Linked DNA regions of Zea mays: region 2 is linked to region 1. Evidence: chromatin contacts called from public Hi-C data. All regions are on one chromosome and are shown on one strand. The core of a region is the stretch at or near the end of the contact, and the rest is flanking DNA. Distances in the headings are between cores, read along the strand shown. Region 1 holds the start of LOC100285052. Region 2 holds the start of LOC100285170 (two-component response regulator-like PRR95).

Region 1 (4,207 bases), core at 604-3,103:
GGAATCAAAGCGCTAGAATTAATCCATATGCCGGGAAACAAGCAGGTTTTTAGCCTGCTAACACTAACAACACCGGTACTCAAACCTCAGACGCCTCAAAGTAAACACACACATAGACTAACAGCCTAACATGACCAAATTCATATAGTAGTATACATACATAACCGGACAACCTAAGATTCAACACTAAACTTAGTAGTTCTGAGTCAAGATCGCTAGAAAGCACATTGATACGAACTGAGAGCAATCCACAGACAGATTATGCAAAGACGTCAGACGACTCCCCGTATCGTGTCTCACATTCTATCCGCTCCAGATGAGCCATCGTATCGTATCTCCCGTTCTATCTGTTCCTCCCTTAAACAGAAACAGATAGAACACGAGATATGAAACGGGGTGGCCAGGATACAGGCAGCGAGACGACGGATTAGTTCTCATCACTGGGACGCGAACGGGTAATCCGCCGACCAACGACATTCATGGCTCCCTCGGCAGGCCGTGTGCCGTCGCGCGGAGGCTCAAAGCGCACTGGCAGGTACTCGTCTGTGTCGCAATCGAAGCGCGACCCAGAAAAATGGCTGACCAAGTTGTCCTGCCCCTGCAGGAATCCAAACGGCCAAAGCATGCAGCACGTCAGTCCGATGCGCCATGGCGGCGGGAGGTCGAAGACGGAGGCAGTGAGCGGAGACTCACCTGTAAATCAGCGTAGTCGACTGCGCAGGTCTTCGCGCTGCTCTTAAAAGCCCACAGGTGTCCATGGAGGTGCGTCCAGAGCCGACGGGCCGCCTCCGGCGAGGTCATATTCACAAATGCGTAGCCTTTGTTTGCACGGCTCCTGGTCAAACGCAACGAACGAGATCAAGGTCGCGGATAGCGTTGCTAGACGAGAAGGCCCATTACTTACAACAACGCAAGGGTATAATATGGCAGGCAGATAGAGGAAATGTATCGGCCGGTAATTACCTGAAATCTACCACCAGGTAGAGGAAATCGTATTGCGACCTCACCCCGCCCGGCGCGATCTTCTCGTTTTCGATGGAGCAGTGTTGGTCAAGGATATGAATCAACCTCGCCCTCCTGCGCGCGTCGTAAAAAACGAATCAAGTAAACCGATCTTCATCGAATAATAAAACGGGATTGGTACTTGGTAGAGCAAAACCAACTAGTACAAATGCGACGACGAAGAGAAAGTAAACATGGCAGGCAGGCAGACTCACGTGAAATCGTTAGGGATGTTTCGGATCATGAAACTGGTAAGCTCGGAAGTAGGATCGAACAGACGCCGAGGCTTGGGAGCGCTGCGGGTGCGGCGGACACGGCTCGACCGTCGCCCGTGCCGTGGACGGGCAGCCACGCTCCGCTTGGCGGTGGGAGGCGGCGTTGGAGCGGCGTGGCCTGCGGTGGGCGGCGGCGCAGGGGGCGCCAGCCGGTACGGGAACGACGTCGGGAGGGACGTCGTCGGCGAGATGGGCGGGCTGGTGACCGCGAGCACGGAGCGTGGGGACGGCTGGTTCGTCGCCGCCTCGTTCGCGTTCCCGGCGGCGGCGCTCGCAACGCAGGCCAGCGGGCGCTGCACCATCCCCGTGGCGGTGGCGCAAGGGACCTGCGGGACGCTCCAGCAAGGCAGCGGCGGAGGCGGAGGTGGCGCCAGGTGCGGCCACGGTAAGAACCGTGGCGGCGGCGTGGGCATCCAGCTGATATACGTAGGAAGCCCGGAGGCTGGCGGCGGCGGGATCCATGGCGCGCCTCTCTTCGTCGGGATGTAGGCTGGGGCTGTGTGGCTGAGAGGCGCCATTGGTGTTGCTTTGGTGGTGGCGGCTTGGTTCTGGCGAGTCGGAGTCGGAGGATCGGATGGAGGAAGAAGCTAGACGGGAGTCCAAGAGGTATAAAAAGAGGGGAGGAGGCGATCAGACGTGTGCTGTCGTCTTCTTTCTACGCTTCTGCGGATGAGTCCGCAGACGAGACGGAACGCGAGCAATGGGTTTGTGTCACTCGACGCTAGGGATGGCAGAGGACGCTAGGCTAATGACGTAGACGTATAGGGACGTATGATTACGAATCCGTTCCATTAATGCACAAGATTTGCGTGTATATTCTCGAGGATGTTTCCCGGGGCAGCAGTCCGTCCAGAGCAGGAGGCTCAGGCCTCAGGGATCATCCCAGTGAGCTGTACCTGTACTCCCTCCAGTGCAGTAAAGGTAGTCGTTCAGGACATGAGGCTGAGTCCAGTGCACAGCCTCTCTCTCGCCCCTGCCACGTCAGCTCTCGCCTCCACTCTCGCCCCTGCTGCTCCAGTGCACAGGCTGCAGCAGGCTACAGCCTCAGGCTATAGCACACGTGGACCAATCAGAAGCCGCCACTCACTGTCGCCCCTCGCTCTCGCCCGCGAAGACGCCATCGCCAACGCGTCGCCCCGCTCTCGTCTGCCTATCGTCGGGCGGTAGCAGTAGCGCCCGTCGGGTCGCTCTCGCCCGCCTCCAGCCCCGCTCTCGCCTCCTGCTGGGCGCTATCGCCCTCACTATAGCCTGCATTGGCACCAGCCTGATTGTGCATACCAAGGAGTGATTAATTATCATAGAGTTTTCCCTGTTTGCCCCTATTAAATAGGGATATGGGTGCATTAACGTCACTAAAACAATTAGACTTGATTGGTTGCTGCAGCAGCTCCAAGGCATTCTAGACTAGAGGTCTCAAGTTCAAATCCTCTTAAATGCATCTTTTTTTGTGCAATTACTAGGGGCAACAACGTCCAAATCCCAGACCCACGCGCGCTATGACTTCTTTTTGTGCACGCTCGATCACGCGCAGGATGACTTCTTTTACTGCACCGGAGGGAGTACATAGCGAAGAAGCTACTACAGTACTACTATACGAGTAGTAGAACACTCGTGTCCTCCATGCAGCGCCGAATCGAGTTGATGAGCAAGGTGGAGTACAGGTGCAGTCAGTTGCCTATTTTCATACTTGTTTGGTTATTGATAATCCATGTGTATTAGAGTATTATTAAATGAGATTGAGATAGATTGACTTGCTAATTCATGTGGATTATCATCAAAACAAAAAAGTCTTTAGTGGTAATAAATCATACGTATAGACAATTACTGTTTTCGTGAGCAGTGTTTCCACGGCAGAGCTTCCCATCTACTTGTCCATGCTTTGCCAATCATTTTGTAATCTGGAGAGAACTCCTGCTGCTGCTGCTGCCTGCGCCCGGATACTACGCATCCTGTTTCGGCCGGGCTTTCGCTGTTTCCCATTTACACAAGTCTTCTGTGGATTGGGCACTTCGAATCACGCGTAAACAGTTATTTCAAAAAGATTCAAAAAAAAATCACGCGTAAACAACACTGCGGACGATTGATTGGTACCCCGTGTACAAAGTTGAGTACCAGCTCCGTACCATTATATATAGGTGTACATTTGGGCCGGATCTCATGGACCGGCCCGAAGCACGGAAAAAAAAGCACGGTCCAGGTACGGCACGGCCCGAAATAATTTAGTGTCGGGCCGGGTTTGGGCCGAGGTCACGGCCCGTTTAAGACAGACACGAAATGGCCCATATAGAGGCACGAAAAGACCCATATATTTATTAAAACCACACTTCATTCCACACTTTTATATATTTGATAAAAAACATAAAGCTAGAGATAATGCTAGTTAGATGTTTTTTTAGCTTTGAATTAGAGTGTGTGATGTAATTTTGCTTTTGTTATAAACATTAGACAATAAACTGAACTTATGAACTTTGTATATAACTGGTTATACTCTTTTTTCTTCTAACAAAATGATTTATAAACGAGGTAGTCATTGTATAGCTGTGGTAACTTTAATTAATACAAATATTATGTTTGATTTTGTTCAAATTTATTTGTCTTATCTTTTATTTGTTTTACTATTGTTTTTGAATTTAGGGCTCTAATGTGAATTTTGGGCAAAAACTGAATTTCGGGCCAAAAATTGAATTTCGGACCCTAATGAGAATTTCGGGCTTTTATAATTTTGGGCCGCCCGAAATGAGCCCGACACGTTTAAGCAATTACGGGCTGGGCCGTGGGCCGAGGGCTAGGCCCATGGGCCGGCCCGGCACGACCCAAAATTCATACGGACCGGACTGGCCCGAAATTCAAACAATACGGGCCTTTACGGGCTTGGGCCGAGCCGGGCCGGGCCGGGCGGACCGAATGTACACCTATACCATTATATAAGA
Region 2 (4,207 bases), core at 1,187-3,686, 180 kb after region 1:
TAACAAGGAAATCTGATGCACCCTTTAGCATGCATTTGAAAACCATGCTTACAGAGTCGTGTGAAGACATCACTGGATGACAAGAAAAACCATTAGGCTTAGTGGTGGCATTAGATTAGCAAGATAGTGAAAACACGAGAAGAGTGACATACTTATAACAGGGATGTTCTTGGATGCATCATGCTCCATGATCGTGGATAACAAGAGGAACCCAGACATCAAAGGCAGTTCAACTTCAGTTAAAACAAGGTCTATGTTGAAAGATTTTTCCTTTAATATGTCCCACGCCTTCACACCATCAGAGGCTGCAGCAACTGCATGAATAGTGTAAACATAGTGCTGTTACAGGAATAAACCCAATAATGTAACACATTCGGACTTTAGAGGCAGATGTCCAAAAAAGTTAAGCTAATTACTATAAAAAAGTTAAGCTAATTACCTAAAAAGTTAAGCTAATTACTATAAAAAGATCATCTACCATAACCACAATTCTAACTATGCTAAAGAATTGTGGCAGTACCGGATTTAACATTCGGACTTTAGAGGCAGATGTCCCCAATCATGAAGGTAGAGATAATTCATGTCCTAGCTGGTACTTTAATATATATTATACGTGTCCTAGTTAATACTTGGCTCATGTGAACTTCGGTGAATCAGTGGTCTAAAGAGCAGGCAGCAGCACTATACACCAAATCACATCAGTATGGTCGCATAGACCAATGCTTTTTTTAACATTCATCTACTGCAGCAGGCCAGCAATTCGCACTAGAAGATTCAGGAAGGGAGGTGACCGAGATCAGTGTCAACAAAAAACCACAATTACGGACCTACACACACTAACAGAAAAAACATTGTCTCGTGGAAAGCAGGCATATCACACCAGTCACCAGGCACCGCAATCTAGCAGAAGTGAGATCTCCCAAACTTACTGCCCAGAAACAAGAGCACTTCCAAAACTGGCAAGTCAAGTAGTCCACCCAAGGCCAAGCTGAGCTTCGATTGGTTCCAACAAACCAACACCGGCAACCTCCATTCCACATACGACTCAGCGCAGCGTCATACTCTTTCCCTTTGATTACCTTTTTGCCGCTCTTAACCCCTAATTAACCCTATGCAGCCTAAAATAGCTACCAACTAGTGCATGGCGCGCGCCCAGCGCGTGATATTAAAATGTGGTTACAGATCACAAAAGCTCTATATTCTAATCATAGTATGTATGTACTAATTACTTCGTATTTTACTCCAATGCAGTGAAAATCTGGTTGGAATGTTCAGTCAGTGTCCATTCCTTCATAAAATTGATGCACCTTTGCGTAACCGAAAATGATGCTTTAACTCAAGGAAGACTGGAAGAGCATCACAAAACGTTCCTTTAGCCATGCACCCTTAACTGCTCACTCCCAAAAAATTGCTAGGCCGTAGGCGTTTCGACTTTCGACCGGCGTGGAGGCCGACACCGACCCGACCAGCAGTTACCGTGGAACGTCTCTAACATCAGGTCATCGTCCTCGTGAATAAATCTGCGCCTCCTCTCACTCTCCACTCTCCAGTGCCGGTTTCGGTCTGCCAAGAGTGCCAGAGACTTGAGCGACTGCCTGAGCCCTGAGGCGAAGGTTGGCTTCCATCTCTGCAGGGACAAGGCCATGGAGCCAATGGCGATTGTGACGGTGACCGGAGGTGTGCTGGGCCCGGTCTTCGTGTTCCTGTCGCGCATCCAGCCTGTGGTCGACTTCTTCCGCCGCCTCAGCGACTGCCTCCGCCACCCTCAGCGTCGCCCTGCCAGACCGCTCAGGGCGCCATGGTATAAGCACGCCACGGCAGAGGAGTAGAACACATCGCCTTTCTTTTCCCCTCCAATGGATCTGGCAGCGCTTCCGATTCCTCCTCGGCTTTCGACTCCGCCTCCGCTTCCACCAGCGCCATACGGCGGAGCGGGCTGGGGCCGAGGCGCCGGCGGATCAAAAATAAGAAGCAAGTCGAGAGCAGACCACAGCCGGACCAGGGGGATTGTATACTAACTACCAATTGCACAGGCCTAAAATGGATACCAATTTGCAGGGGCAATGAAACGATTCGAATCGATTCGCGGGCCGAGGCAGTGCGCACCTCGGTAGCCGCACTTGCGTAGCAGCGCGGAGATGACGTGGCGCGTGGAGTCGTCGCCCTCGGCGAGTAGCACGCGCACCGGCATCCTTGGCAGCATCGGCGTCTCCTTGCTCGACCCCTCCGCCGCCGCGGCCTCTGCCTCTTCCTCCTCCCCCTCGCCGTCCTCCGAATCCACGACCTTCACCACCTCATCCGCTCCTCTCCCCATTTCGACCTCAGCACTCGTCCTCGCCGGAGTGGATTCGGACAACAGCTTGTCTGATACTCTGATCTCTCCCTCTTCTCGCACCCGGCAGTCGGCAGCAGTCGCCACTTGGAAGTTGGAAGCCGGAAGAAAAGGCAGTTTGTGAGAAGAACGACAAAGCCGAAACGCCGCGGCCTATATACGTGCACCCGACCTCTGCCACAGACAAGTGGGCCACGCACCCGCTGGCCCGGCAGACCAGTGGGCGTTGGAGCCGGTGGCAGGTGGGCAGGTGGGCTCGAGCTCCCGCGGGGCCATGAAATATCTGCGGCCATTCGACCGGTGGCCGCGCCCGCCACGTCAGTCGATCGAGCGGATTGGCCCACGTGCACGTGGTCTGCCTGGTCCCATGATGACGTGGCGGGAGCCTGGTCAGTGGTCGGGATATTTCCCCGAGGCGAGGCCTCGAGTCCGATATTTTCTAGAGCTAGGATACGTGGTAGGCCCGGAGATAAAGGACCAGATCTACGGCCGGGACAGCGACACGTGGTGGGTCGAGGAGCTCGGGCAGGGGGATCGTGTGGTCGAGCCGTAGAGGTGGGGTGCCCCCCTGTCCCCCCTCTCGCTTCGAGCGGTTGTGGTCTTGTGGACTTGTGGTGCAGAGCAGCGAACCAGCTACACTGGTGGACTGCGTTTCGTCTCGGACGGGCTAATGGATCCGTTTATTTGCGTTTTTTTCGGCTACCGGTCACTAAAAGTTGTTGTGTACTATTAAACATGCACTTTTTTAGTCATATTTCTGTAAAAACCGTCTAAAATTAACATAAACACAAAATCGGTCGAGTCGAAATCTGTCGCTTTCTATATCGTAAATACTTTGGACTACTTCATCTTATTTCGCAAGTAATCTCTACGATAATCAGATTCTCCTCGCAGTTAGATTCTCTCTGCAGTTAGATTCTTAGAAAAACTAGTCAAAAAACTGAACCAAACAACCCAATTATCTTGCGCCTGCGCTTGGAACAACTCGTTGTTGGTGTTAGTTTTGCCTTTTTGCGTTCTCTGTGCTTAGCACTATCAACGACATGGTTGTATAGTTCCTCTCACCATTGACGAAGGCGCAAGATATAAAGATCAGTTACCTGTTTCTTTTCCACGGCGGCATAGACAGTAGACATTGTTCGGTGATTTTTATAAGGGGCATATATAGAAACGTACGATTTTTTGTGTTAGCACATATAGTCCTTCATATCGTTTGTTATACTTTTGTTTGGACGACTATTGTGATTACCTCATGTCTCTCGTTGAAACTCACAAAAATAGTGAAAAAAATGAAGAAAGGGTGCAGAGTATCACTCCATGCATCGCACTTGTTTCCTCGTCAAAAAACCATCTGCGAGAAACTTCACTAAATCCAACTGAACTGTTAATCAAATGATGCACACGTTCAATGTACGAAAGTTGCAGCGATAGTTTCACGTTAATTCAAGGGAATTTTCAACACATTGTTGAGCATACAGCTATTTCAAATACAACGAAAGGAAAACTACCGGTTAAATCTAAGTTGGAATATATTTTTTTCTTCTAACAAATTAGGCTCTACATTAGTGCACAATTTCGAGTCCACCTCCCCCTCCCTCTCTCCTATTGAAAATGATGCAATCCTATATAGTTTTCTTATATGATTTCTGTGCATTCATGAAGTTTAACAACGTGTAACTTGTATATTATAAAGAATATATTTCATGATGTAACTTAAAACACAAACGCCGTGATGTCAAGCTATACTGAATTTTAGAAACTCGAGATTAAATAAAACAAATATATTTGGGTTAGAACAGAACTAAATAACAGTTGTTTAAAAAAAAACAGATGGACAGCTTTGCAAGGTGGCCACGTTAAAAAATTTAATTTAAG

Evidence for each region. Hi-C and Micro-C count contacts between places; a contact is called where the count stands out from the background.
Region 2: a Hi-C map of ear shows a contact between it and region 1, with 1.6 times the contacts expected there. The contact joins the promoter of LOC100285170 here to the promoter of LOC100285052 in region 1. A contact is called at or near these places in 2 of 25 Hi-C or Micro-C datasets (ear and tassel).

Annotation. Positions count from the first base shown.
Region 1 is chr2:201,965,158-201,969,364 of Zm-B73-REFERENCE-NAM-5.0, forward strand. It overlaps LOC100285052, which reads right to left and starts at 1,854. Exons shown (of 4, transcript NM_001157947.3): 1 at 1,218-1,854; 2 at 964-1,077; 3 at 694-835; 4 at 1-598. The coding sequence starts at 1,795. The coding sequence ends at 428.
Region 2 is chr2:202,139,814-202,144,020 of Zm-B73-REFERENCE-NAM-5.0, forward strand. LOC100285170 (two-component response regulator-like PRR95) reads right to left here and starts at 2,437. Exons shown (of 8, transcript NM_001357737.1): 1 at 2,107-2,437; 2 at 153-314; 3 at 1-72. The coding sequence starts at 2,314.